Regions from separate parts of the Cyprinus carpio genome. Here region 2 is linked to region 1. A link is a contact called in public Hi-C data. All regions are on one chromosome and are shown on one strand. Each heading gives the region's core, a stretch centred on a gene start, on an enhancer-like site or on the middle of the called end of the contact. The rest is flanking DNA. Distances are from core to core; before and after follow the strand shown.

The links. A called contact is a pair of places that touch in the nucleus more often than the background predicts.
Region 2: a Hi-C map of skeletal muscle shows a contact between it and region 1, with 4 times the contacts expected there. The contact joins the promoter of LOC109045337 here to the enhancer-like site in region 1. A contact is called at or near these places in 3 of 8 Hi-C or Micro-C datasets (liver and skeletal muscle).

Annotation. Positions count from the first base shown.
Region 1 is chrA21:4,574,440-4,581,693 of ASM1834038v1, reverse strand. ap3b1a (AP-3 complex subunit beta-1) reads right to left here. Exons shown (of 27, transcript XM_042778653.1): 27 at 5,064-5,838. The coding sequence ends at 5,682. Among protein-coding and RNA genes, the nearest start is that of LOC122149272, 24 kb to the left of the region's middle. Within about 2 kb of position 5,828, at least 1 of the 8 cell types and tissues checked has an H3K27ac peak or open chromatin away from gene starts, as enhancers often do. A contact at or near this core is called in skeletal muscle, where this site is marked.
Region 2 is chrA21:4,658,707-4,665,930 of ASM1834038v1, reverse strand. LOC109045337 (WD repeat-containing protein 41-like) reads right to left here and starts at 4,348. Exons shown (of 13, transcript XM_042711404.1): 1 at 4,062-4,348; 2 at 3,532-3,645; 3 at 2,795-2,843; 4 at 1,181-1,309; 5 at 1,045-1,107; 6 at 789-900; 7 at 75-137. The coding sequence starts at 4,348.

The sequences.
Region 1 (7,254 bases), core at 4,579-7,078:
ATAAACTGCAATAGTACGATATAGCAGTGATACTAAAATAACTCTGCACTGAAAAGTACCATAAAAGTGCTTTATTTGCTATACTCTAAGTATAAAACAATATCAAAAACCAAATAATGTGTTAAATATTCTGCAACCAGGATTAGGTGCATTTTTTTACTACTTATTTGTACTGCTTTGTTATTATTATTTTTATTTTTATTAATTTAGTTAGTAAATTTATTTTTAATAATAATAAATATTATTTATGAGAAAATATGCATTTTGAAATGTGCATTATAAAAGCTATATCAAGGCCTCTCACTCAAACAGTCATACAGTATTCATATAGAATGACAGTCTGTGCTTGTATAACCTCATTGACATGCATACTGCTTTCAGAAAAGACAAAGCATAAAAAATGTAGATTATAAAACAAGTGCAAGAATGGAGAGATGAAGCAGAGGGACAAAGAGAAGAGAAATGGCAGTTTTATCAGAGCATGTCAGCACATGTGTGTGTGTTTGTGACGCTGTCAGGAGATCGGAGACACGCTTGATAAGATTCTGTCTAATAGGAGCTGCTCCCCACGGTCAGGTCAGACAGCCGTTTCAGCTACCACACACACACACACACACACACACACACACACACACACACACTCGAGCTCTTCCTCCTCCAGCCCTGACAGACAGCATGAAAAGCTCAGATTAAGAAGCCCATCATGTTGCCCTGAGCTGCCCACCGAGAGACCACGAAATCAAGCTGTCAGAACAACAGAGAGAGAGAGAGAGAGAGAGAGAGAGAGAGAGAGAGAATGTTGCCCTGAGCTGCCCACCGAGACAGTGTTGTAGAGAACCGGAGAGTTTGTGTCTAAGTGAAAGTGTGGATGTTTCTCTCAGTAAACCATTACTCTGCAGTACAAATGCACAGATTTGCATGGCGATAAAGGACGCTAAAATGGAAAGTGAATTGAGAGAAGCCATAATTAGTGTCATTTGTGTGATTGAGCATGTGAATACCAGACATCTTTGTGTCTTCACACCTGTTGTTCTATTCACATATAAGAACTGATGTGATGAATCTGAGATCTGTCCTGCAGCCCTTGCGAAGTTACAATCAGCTTCTTCCAACATATAGTTACTAGAGTTATTGTTGCTATTATAGAAGCATTATACATTAATGTGAGTTCTTTAAACAGTCTTATTTTATTACTTTTCTTCTAAAAATAAAATGTTTTGAAAGAAGTCTCTAGAAGCTCAAAGCTGCATTTACTTGGTAAAAATAAAGCAAAACAGTAACATTGTGAAATATTATTACCATTTAAAACATTTTCTATTTCAACATATTTTAAAAATGTAATTTATTCCCGTGATTTCAAAGCTGAATTTTCAGCATCATTACTCCAGTCTTCAGTGTCACAAGATCCTTCAGAAATCATTCTAATATGCTGATTTACTGAAACATTTCTTATTATTATCAATGTTGAAAACAGTTTTGCTGTTTAATATTTCAATGGAATACGTGATATTTTTGATGAATAATGTTTAAAAGAACTGTATTTATTTGACATAGTAATCTTTTTTGCATAATTGTCTTTACTGTCACTTTTGGATTTAATTTAATGCATCCTTGATGAATAAAAGTATAAACTTCTTTAAAAAAAAAAACTCCAAATGTTTGAATGGTAGTGTATATGTCACTGCATATCACCCTTTATACAGAAGAATATTACTTAACTGTAATTAAAATGAGCTTTATATTGTATAAATATACAATACAACTTAGAGGCCATGCTGTATTGTGTATATAATGACAGATAAAGGGTGAATTTAGGCACAGCGCAATCATAAAAATAAAGAAAGAAAGATTTTCATGCATCTTTAAAGTCCTGTTGACTTTGGCTTTCCTGAGAATGGGAACTGACTCACTGAGTTGAGTTTGTAGCGGTTACACATTAAAAAGCAGGACGGCATCACAAAGCCCACGCAGAATATTCACGCTATCAGTTACCATGGCAACACACGTACAACCACGCCACCCAAGCAACCTGCAACATCTCCAGGTTTAATTGAAAGCGCAGTGTTTACATTGGCCTAATTGGAGTCGAATCACGTCGCAACAGAATTTAAAAATAATTACTAAGGCACCAGCCGAATGCCTTCAAATCCTCTGATTTTACCCGTTTCTAACCTCAATAAATCTACTTTAATTGAGGAAAAACACAGCATGCCATGTGTTTTGTCAGAACACTGTGATCGACTCTGTTATTTTGAACTAAAATTACAGCAGGATCTTGAAGGCCTGCTGTTCAGTAGCTACAGTTAGCGTGACCTCTAGTAATCTGAGTGAATTGGCTCCCATTTCACATACACTTGAGTTTATTTTAACAGCTTTTAATTGTCATTACGAGTGGAGTTGCATGTTGCTGATGGACTGTAATTCTCTTCATTTTATGAACTAAACAGTGCATGAGCAGGACTGCTGTTTACAGCACCGTCTCACTCAGAACACACTCATTCAAACCTGTGATGCACAAAAATGCTGCCTAGGTATGCAGCTCACTAGATCTTGGCACAGACGATTTTTATTTATTTATTTAATTCTCTGATGTAATGATTTTTGTACAGTATGAAATGTTTTAAAGGGAGAGAAACCAACTATTACAAAACATCACAGAATTCATCAAATCTTGCTACCATTGGCATATTATGTCATTCACAAATTGGCATTATATATAAACTAAAACCATAAAAAAAAAAAAAGTTTATTACTTGAAATAAAACCCATCACATTTTTAAACATATTTTAAAAAAAAATCATGTAGTTTAGCTTAATGTATTAAAATGACTGAAACTGAAATAAAAATTAATAAATCATGTAGTTTAGCTTAATGTATTAATATTATATCATTTGAAATTAGAATTAATAGTCTTTAGACGTAAAAAAAAGAAAAAAAGAAATTCACAAATATTCACTTAAATGTTTTATTTAAAAAAAAATAGCTGTATTTTTTCTTTTTTTCTTTCTTTTTTTGCATTTTAATGTTTGGTAATTATTTTTTTTTATATAATCTGTCCCTAATGTGCTGAAGGGGCTGTATGTACTCAGTTGTAATCAACACCCTTTACCCATAATTACTTTTATAATATAGCACAGCATCTCATAAGTTATTTGGTGATTATTATTTCATAATTTAGATATAGATAGTATGATCTATAATGATTACGCCATCAAATTACACAGAGATAAAACCAGGCTGAAGTGAAGCAGCAGCACAGGCGAGGTGAGCGCATGATGAGTGTTTTTCTCTTGAAGTGCATCTTAACAGCACACTGACATCTTAACAGCCTCCAGTGATGAAAGGAGATGGTGCTGAATTCTCTCTCGCACACGTCCCTTCCATAAAAATGCCAGCCGCACATCTGTGTGCACATCATATCAACTCTGTGTGTGATAAACAAGTGTCATAATGCTCAATAAATATGTGGCTTGTTGCTTGACAGAGAAAAGCCTCACACTGGCCATAAACTACAATTTCTCTCACTTAATGGGCAAATGTACTGAGAATCTCTTGATGCACACTCTCAAACACACATACGCACATCAGCAGGGGCCCTACAGTCAGAAAGTATAGCCTTTGTTTATGGGATGGAATGTCTTTAATGGCTTTAACATTATGATTCATGTGCAAGCCACGGACTGACAGATTATGAGACTGGTGTTAAACACACATTATTATGAGCTATTAATATTAAAGCTTACAGTTCTATCTTAGCTGGACATTGGTCATGATGCACAGTTTGTACCTCTGTCTCAGTTTGTCTCACGTCAGCATGGCTTTCAGTCTGTCAGAAGTCCCGTCCTGGACTGATGCCCAGTCTGGAAAATGGTATTGGTGTAAATATTAGGAATTGAACTGAGCATTTAGGTGAACTAACCCTAAAATTAAACTTACATATAGTTATTTCTTTCAAATATATAGTGCCCCCAAAATGTATTTGGACACAACCAAAATGAACGAATGAATGACTTTGATGCATTAGAAAGTCTTGCATTAGGAGAAAAAACAGAACAAAACAAAACAAAAAACAAAAAAACAGAACAGAACAAAGAACAAAACAGAACAGAACAGAACAGAACAAAAAACAAAAAACAGAACAGAACAGAACAGAACAAAACAAAACAAAAAACAGATCAGAACAGAACAAAACAAAAAACAGAACAGAACAGAACAAAACAAAACAAAAAACAGAACAGAACAAAAAACAGAACAGAACAGAACAAAACAAAAAACAGAACAGAACAAAACAAAACAAAAAACAAAACAAAAAACAGAACAGAACAGAACAGAACAGAACAAAACACAAACAAAAAACAACACATCCATAACACATCCATACACACAAAACAGAACAGAACAGAACGGAACAGAACAGAACAGTGTTGAAAGAAAGGTTCGGGTGAGGATTTTATAAATTCAAATTTTAAAAAACAGAACAGAACAGAACAAAAAACAAAAAACAAAACAAAAAACAGAACAGAACAGAACAAAACAGAACAGAACAGAACAAAAAACACAAAACAAAACAAAAAACAAAACCCAAGTCCATATGAAACTGATGATAAATAACTGATCTAAATCCCTAATTATCTTGTAGGACAAAGCATACAGTTCTCTCTGGCATTGAATGAGGCTTCAAACGCACTGAATGTTGTTTTTTGTGGTGTCCAGGATGGCCTGCGTTCGATACAATGTTAACTGAATCCTAACAAGGTATTTGGGATCTTTACTCTCATAATAAACATCCTCAAAAGAACTGAAATACAAACTGTTCCCCATACTTCATGCTGAACAATGATGGAAGATATTATCTAATTTATTTCATATGATGATACTGATTGGTTGATCATATAATAGGAGAGTGTTGTTATCTAGTTAGTTCTCTGACATCATCTCAGTACATGACTACTTTAGTTTCAATCAGAGATCAGAGGTATTTCTTCATAAATGTTCCCTCTTAAGAAACTTATTTTAGAGAGATATGTGTCAGGAACACATCATAGGCAATAAACAAATATCATACTGTACAGAAAGACTTGATTCATACTCTGTTCATTAGCAGCTTCATTTAAACCAGACGTCATGTGATCGTGACATCACAGTGAATCCATGTGTCACAAAACCAATCGCAGTATAATATGATACAAATAAGAAAAACAAACTTCTCAGTTTCCATATTTTTTTTTTAATCACTGTAATTTAAACAAATGAAACTCCTGACTAAAATAATAATTTTAAGAAAGGCACTTCACATAGTTTTGCAATTTTGCATGTTTTGGTCACACAAAGAGCAGATGGAGAACGGCACATTTATCAAAATGAAATCTTACCAACAAAAAACTGTCCAGACTATCAGCATTGAGCTTGAAAAGCCTGTCTGAATAGAGTCAAACCTCACAGATTAGCAGAGAACATTAATGCGCACGTAATGAAAGCAAAGAATTATGCAAAGCATAATTGAGGCATAAAGTCTCTTGAAATGAGAACAGATATGAAGCCATCTTTCTGTCATCTTTTCAAAACAATACAAATTCTCCCAAGTGTCATTATGACCCAGAGTGAGCTATATTTGAACACAGCACCTGTCCGTGACTGAACTTGTGAGTGTGAAAGAGTGACAGTGAGATCTGATCTCTTTCTAGGGGCCGCTGTTGGTCAGGGCCGTTTTAAACTGTCGCAGGAGCATAGAGCCTATTACTGTTTTCTCAGTGTTAATGGTGATCACAGCGTCAGGATCCTTCAGGGCGACCGACACCAGGACCAGAGATCCAGAACTCACTGTCTTACCGGCAAACCTGGAGATACACACAGAAAAATGGATTGGCCGGTTAGTTGGCATTTCATCGGCATGCCAGCTTCATGCCGAGCAATGAGTTTAAACAGGTTTTTCTTTTTAAAGTACATTTTTAAAGTTTGCTTCAGACAGAAAATCTACAATGGATTCAGCATTGACTTAAAATATCTTCAAAAGTTTCTTCAACAGAGAAATATACTGTAAAACATTAGAACAATATAATTCATTCAAAATGGACACAATTTACTTAAATACCCTTTATATTATTGTGCACAATTCATCAGTTCATATTCCTCCAAAAATGACTCTTCTGAAGACGTAACCGATGAACTTGAAATGAATTGCAAGAACTGTGAATGAGAATTTTATAAACTAAATTAGAGAGTAAATGAAAGGTGCCTGCCACAGTCAATATATTTGCAGTGTTTGCAGAGGATTTAATGACTAATGATCTGAAAAGAAGGTGATAATGATAATAGCCAAACTACAGTTAGTATTAATATATTAAAGGTTTACAAAATATCCTAGTATTATTATTTTTGAACCATTGTCAAAAGAAACATTGATGAGAAACACACACACAACTAACATGTATATCAAACAATATAGATTTTTTTGTTAATTGTGTAAGGTAAATACTATTCCACATGCCATAACTCATTCATAATATAATATAATATAACATAATATAATATACATGCCATAACTCATTTATAATATATTTTATTTTATGTGGTTTGGTTTAATATTGTTTTTGTGGATTTTTTTAAAAATGTTTTATAAAAGTTTATTGTTTGTGTGTAATAACAAATTTTTGTTTGTTTGCAAAATGAATATCAGATTTCTAAGAGTTGATAACAATGAATAAGTATATAAATTAATAGATTAATTAATAGATCTATTTAATAAAGTGCATAAATATGTGCCATACCCATATGTGAGCACTGAAGAGTGAAGGGGGAGAAGTGTGGGTGGTGAACAGGAACGGCAGTCTATTATTTGGTCTGATTAAGAAGCTATTAGGGGCCAAGGGACACACTCCTGTCAATCACAGACTCGAACCTGGTAGCCTCTCACAGACAGGGAGCAAAGTGTGGGGGGGTGCACTAAATAGAGTGCAGAGGACTAGATCAACTTCAGTGGAGATGGAGTAAAGCATACAGAGCAATATTACGATTTTAATAAAAGCTCCACGGGAATTATTGTGTGGCAGTATTAAAGGACATTCACATCAGTAGAGAAGCGATTAAACAAATAGAATTGTGATTTTCATTAGCGATTCATTCTGCTTTGTCATTTCACATTAATATCCAAAACTAAGTATACTTTACTTTTACATTACATTTTAAACGTAGTCATTTAGGAGACACTTTTATCCAAAGAGACTATTTGCAGTACACAAGTTGCAAGTGTAAGC
Region 2 (7,224 bases), core at 3,099-5,598, 86 kb before region 1:
GAGTGTAAATCTTTTCATATTTGTTGAAAATACCATTCATTTTTTTAGGCACACAAAAATTATTTTTCAGTTACCGATTTCTTTATCCATGGCAGCTGCAATGAAGTTCTTTGGTAACTCCACCATGGTTGAGATGCCTCAGAATAAAGCAAAAGATTTATGAAAATATATTTAAATACACTACTGTTCAAAAGTTTGGGATCAGTAAGATTTTTTTCAAATAAATTAATACGTTGATTTTTTTAAGGATGCATTAAATTGATAAAAAAAAGTCACAGTAAAGACATGTATAATGTTACAAAAGATTTCTGTTTCAAATAAATGCTTTCCATTCATCACATAAATCCTAAAAAATGTACCACAGTTTCCACAAAAATATTATGCAGCACAACTGTTTTTAGCATAATAATAAGAAATGGTTCTCTAGCAGCAAATCAGCATATTAGAATGATGATTAATGATGCTGAAAATTCACCTTTGTATCACAGGAATAAATTACATTTTAAAATATATTCAAATAGAAAACAGTTATTTTAAATTGTAAAAATATTTCACAATATTACTGTTTCTACTGTATTTCTGATCAAATGAATGCAGCCTCGGTAAGCATTGAAGATTTACTGAAAGTAGTTTGATGTTGCATAAATTACACACTGCCACTTTAAGTTTATAAAAGTATTAGCACTGTGTTGTAGTGATGTTATCTTGCGTTTTGTAGTCTGTATTTGGTCTTGGACAGAGGTTGGACATACATTTATTTATCTGAGTGTGTGTTTTGGATTGTGTACCTGCGTCGCTGTGATGAACCGTTTTACACTGCAGCTCAAAGTCTCTGTTCCAAACACACAGTTCATTTCCACCCGAGAGCCACACGTCCAAACGAACCAACACCAGCAAACACTGAAAAACAGACACCTCCATCAGCGAACACACACACAAAATCCACCTACACACACTGAAAGAGGAACAGACTTGTTTCCACACACAATCCAAACCATCTGCGCACTGAAACAGGAAGACATGAAGCTGTAGCACATGCTGTACCTTCACTGAGGACTGGAGATCAGATATGTTCTGCACTCGGTTTCCTGAATCTGGATCCCATAACTAGGGTAGAATTAAGGGAATGCTTCAACCCTAAACACACACACACTTCAGCAGAGGTTTGTGTAAAGGATACACTGAGCGTGCGGTCTGATGATGCGGTAAGGAGCGCCGTGTGTGCGTTTCCTCCTCTGATGAAGGTGTATGATGTCATTGCAGTGATCTGCTGTGTATGACCGCGCAACGCAAACAAACAGTCTCCAGTCTGAAACACACACAAACAAGTGCTGCTGGTTTTGCATTTATATTGAGTGTTGGGGTCACACAGTAAATGTAATACAGTAAAACGGCAGAGCATAATCATAATTTAAAAAATATATATTTTTATTTTATATTAACAATATAATACTGTTTTCAAAATATATGAAATCTCAACATATATATTACTGGCTGGCTAGTCCTCGCTCATCACTTGCATCCAAAACAAAGTAAATCAAGCATATATTTTTTTGTATCAAGTATAGCAAGTATTCCACACACAATCCAAACCACACACAGCCATGAAGCTGTAGCACATGCTGTTTTCACTTTACTATATATGGAAGATGAGGATATGTTCTGCACTCGGTTTCCTGAATCGGATATACTAGGGTAGAATTAAGGGAATGCTTCAACCCTAACACACACAATCAGCAGAGGTTTGTGTAAGGATACACTGAGCGTGCGGTCTGATGATGCGGTAAGGAGCGCCGTGTGTGAGTTTCCTCCTCTGATAATGGGTATGGATGTCATTAGTGTAGAGCTGCTGTGTATGACCGCGCAACGCAAACAAACAGTCTCCAGTCTAGAAACACAACACTAACAAGTGCTGCTGGTTTTGATTGAGTGTTAGAGGGTGTCACACAGATAAATGTAATACAGTACAAACGGCAGAGCATAATCATAATTAACTTTTATATTTATTTTTCTACATTAACAATATAATACTGTTTTCAAAATATATGAAATCTCAAAATATGAAATTTCAAAACAAATTAAATCAAGCATATATTTTTTGTTTTGAGTTTTCAGTATTAATTAAATAAAGAATGTTTATAAATATTTTTGTATATATTTTACAGTATTAAAATATATATATATGTTTTATATTTAAATATTGTGTGTGTATATACTGAAATACGTGTGTATATTTAACATTTTATATTTTTTAAATGAGCTAAAACACTTATTAAAACAAACATAAAACCATTTTGAGAACATTTAATGAATACATCACAAAGTTTTATATTTATTTTTCTATATTTATAATATATTGTGAAAATAAAATTCTATACTATAGCATAAAATATAAATGTTATGTAGTGTGTGTGTGTGTGTGATATATATATATATATATATATATATATATAAATATATAACAACACACTTGAGTTCATTTTATAAGAAAATATATGTTTATAGGAGTACATTTTAGAGAGAGAGAGAGAGAGAGATAGCTCATATTTCATGAGAGAATGTTATTTATTTGTTCATTTATTTAAAATAGATTTTAACAGACAGGAGGCTTTTGAGGGCTGTGTTGCCTCAATGCAAAAAAAAAAGTTTCTGATTTTATTTAATTTTATTAATAAAAATGTTAAAATTACTTTTACCAAAAGAGTATCAACTAGGCTGACCTCTGACCTATTTCATGTAATTACCATATCAATAACATGTGATTAGCATATTCATAAACTTCTGTTCTGCTCACCTCAACATTCCAAATGAGCACCAGGCCGTCATCACCTGCAGACGCAAACCTGCCAATCACAAAACACACAGATGTTGGGTAAAACCTGACGCTTCACATCCATTAACTAGTTTAATGGTTAAATAAAAGAAAGCATAAAGCCCAAAATATAACTATGACAGATCTCCTTCTCTGACTGGATTTTAACAATCGCGGGATTCTCACGACACCTTTGACCTCTCGAGCTCAGAAACGAATCGTCTGCAGGAAGAACAGGAGAATGAAACTATGATAAAGGGATGAGATACAGGAAATATAGAAGGGATCGGAGAAGAGAAACAGGACTCGGGACTCTAAAAGCAATCAGCGATGTTCTGCACACTGACCTCACCTGAAACTCTCCTCCTGCACCGAGATCATCAGGAGCAGCCAGCCATAACACACACACACACACACTTCCAAACGCTCTTCTCCATCACTTCTATAAAAATAACCCCTGCCTTACACTGCGTGTTTGTATATACATGAGCTTTCTGAAAGCCTCCAGTGCAGATGTTTTCATGCAGACGTGTTTAATATGGACAGGCCTAGGGCTGATGGACACTATCAAGCTGATGTCGAAGTGCACACACACACAAACTCCCTCAAGCTGTGATGATTAAGCTCTTGTCACGCTCTGTAAGTTTACGTTTGGAGAGGATCTAGCTCAGTCTTAGCTGTCAATCACTGGTCAGAGGCAGAAGAAGAGGATTGCTTACCTTAAGTCATCAATCTGCACCAGAAATCGAACAATGTCAAAGTGTCCTTTCAGCACCTGCATCTCCGTGAAACAGTTTTTGGGCTGTTCCTCCCCAATGAACAGCGCCGCACTTCTGCCCATGAACAGAATATAATAGACAAAAGAATCATTGCTTCAATCTAGCTCAGAATGTGCTGAAATGACTGTTGTTTGATCGACTGCCTCGGCCTGTCTCTCTCTGATACATGTACTGAACTCCTGCAACTAGAAGTCTTTAAGAGAACTAGACACTGAAACCAGCTTCTTATCTTCTGCTTATTGGTAAATAATGGCAATAACATGGACATAAGTCATGCCACAAAACTGGAGTTTTCGTGGCTTTTAAATTGCATGGCTGATAACAGCTTTAACTCTGTGTTATTTCAGGCATTTCAGGTGTATAAAAAAAAATAATAATAAAATCATAAAAAAGTTTGGGACATAAAACAGAGAAGTTTCATAGGGTTACCCACATACACTAGTTTGTGTTTTACTATGGCTTGTACTCACCTCCACTGTTCCCTGCGCTTCCCGACCTCCCAGAATCCACCGCAGCATGTTGGTTTTTTAAAAGAGCATCTGACTTTACATGCAAACGAATGGATTTTGTGTTTAAATAAATCACAAGACAAATCAGTGTAGCTGCATGTTGCGAAAGCGGCTGGCAGAGACGCGCGGTGCGTTCTGTTGATATTCCTGATGTGAGGAGTCTTTATTGAAACACTAATCTCTATCAAAATACATTTCCATCTGTGACGCACCGAAACATTAAAGCACGTTCTGTCTGACAGAACGCGTCACGCGTCACGTCTGATACAATGTATCAGTTCCGCGCCGGTTCTGCTTTAGATCCAAAACACTTCAGTTAGAGCAGATAAGCGGGTCAAATGACCGGCGATAATCGGAAACCTTCATATAAATTCATCTCTTTGACAGTATTTTCGGCCAAATTTGTCTCTGCTCTATGACAGCCTCATATCAGCGGCTCACTACAAACAATCTGCGGACTCACGTGACTAGCTACGGAAGCTTCCAGGGAACACACGTGACCCGCGGTGTTTTCGAAGCGAAAAACACCAAAGTTCTACAGTTTATCTTTTATTGGAGGTTGGTTTGCATATGTAGCCTACCAGTCCCAAATTTAAACAAAATATGCAGCATATAAAACAAAACTTAATATACGGATTTATTTTTTCCTGTAAGCAAATTCTTCTGTCAAATTCTTTGTATATTATCATATTTTTAACTGTATTGTTGGTATCGTGGTTCATTATATATAAAAACAAAACATAATCTGTGATATGTGTATTTTTTTCTGTAAAATCTTGTAATATGTTTCATATTATTAATATATTTTATTTTTATTTATATATTGTTATTGTTGATGTATATAAAAACAAAACAATCTGTGATACCATGTGTATTTTTTATGTAAGAAAATTATTGTTTCAAAGTATCATTTTTTTTAATTGTTTTTGTGGTGATCATGCCACCGCTAGATGTCAGTACACACCAACTCAAAAACATGTCTGCGACACTAACGAGGTTATCCCCAGCTTCAGGGAATCAGTCCAGTTTATTCAGTCACTAGTGTCTGTGATCTCCTCCCAAATGTGTTATTCACACGGATAAAGGTAACCGTATGGCATGGCATCTACTGAATAATCAAGTAAACACATTAACGCAATACTTTTAAGCCTTTTCTCTGGCTACATTCTCCCTCAGGTCTTCAAAAGAGTGAGAGTGATGGACTCTGTGTGTGAATGCTCAGGAATTATTTGAGGATTACCATCACCTCACCTTACAGAGATGTGGCCCCTCTCGAAATCCCACTGGGCCCTTGTGACCCCACACACACACACACACACATACACAGAGATGAGCGAATCGCGTGTGTTCTTCTCAGATAGAGACGCGTGTGTGAGCGAGTGTGACCTTCATGCTGAGCTCTAGCGTTGATTTCTGATTTAGTGTCAATCCGCTGCGCTTGTCATGCCAGGCGAGGTGCTTTCCACAAGGTAATAGAAAAACTCAAGGGCAGAGAGAGAGAGGGGAGGGGAGCAGGAGACGGAGGGAGATGGAACTATCCGAACAAGGTGCAAAGAAACAACAGAACAGTCCAAATGCAAGAGAAATTAAAGCAAGGATGGAGATAAATGTTGACAATTAAAAGTTTATTCACACTTCCTGAAGAAAATGCAAATGTTGCCAGGGCAGCAAAAAAAAAATTAATTTTAAGAAAAAGTAAATATTTATATTCAATATTTATTGCTTATTTATAGTAATTATTATTATTATTATTTATTATAAAACTCAGCAATATGCTATATAAATTATAAAATAAATGTAAAAACGTGGAGACCAATCATAATTCAGTATGTATTAAGAATAATAAAGGAGATCAGCAAAACACGATAACTATAACAAAAAAGCTAGCTATACAGTTTTAATTATTTTCTAATTATAATAGAGACGTCCACGTCACAGCTCTAACGATACAGACACATAGCAACAATATCCTATAAATCACTTCTGAACTTTTCTTTTCACCTGATGAACAACAAAAACATTGACAGCCAATCAGAATCCACAGAATTTAACAATATTAAAGGGATACTCCATCCCAAAATGAAAATTTTGTCATTAGTCACTTACCCCCATGTCGTTCCAAACCCGTAAAAGCTTCGTTCGTCTTCGGAACACAATTTAAGATATTTTGGATGAAAACCGGGAGGCTTGTGACTGTCCCATAGACTGCCAAATAAAAAACAGTGTCAAGGTCAGAAGAGCGTACGCCATCTGCGTACTAGTCAGATTTGTCAAAATGGTGCTATGCTGATTTGGAGAGACACTGAAGAGACGAATTGTTGAATAAAGTCGTTATTTTGGTTTTCTTCGTGTACAAAAAGTATTCTCGTCACTTCATAACATTACGGTTGAATCACTGATGGCAGATGGAGTATTCTGACGATGCTTTACATACTTTCCTGGACCTTGACACTGTTATTTATTTGGCAGTCTATGGGACAGTCACAGGCCTACTGGTTTTCATACAAAATATCTTAAATTGTGTTCCGAAGACGAACGAAGCTTGGAACGGATTTGGAACGACATGGGGGTAAGTGAATAATGCCAAAATTTTCATTTTGGGATGCAGTATCCCTTTAAGCAGCAAACAATAAAATTACAGCACTTAATTAACAGCCTTGGTGTGGACACTAATATAGTTATCGTTTTTTTGTTGTTGTTGTAAACGTGCCTTATAGATGTCCTCATCGTAATTATCGCTATATTCATTCTGAGAATGATTTTTTTTCCCAGCTGATGAACGAATAAAACATTGTCAGCCAATCAGAATCAGCGCCAGTATTTAAAGCAGCAGACCACAGTGAGTTCAGAACAGGAAGTTCTGAAGAGCCCCGCCCCTTTTTCAGCACGTACATTGTTTACTGTCTTCCGGTTTGTGTTTTCTACACAATGAAGGTAAGATCTTTGGGATTCATTAATGAAGCAGGTCTACTGACATTTGGTATTATATCCACTTCAATCATTACAATGCTCATGATAACTTTTGTTAACTCTACAATAAGTAAATCTACTTTACCAGCTAATTCAAGACAACAGTGGCTGCACACTTGTGTCTCTGTCTATAGATAGTTACCTTTATAGTTAA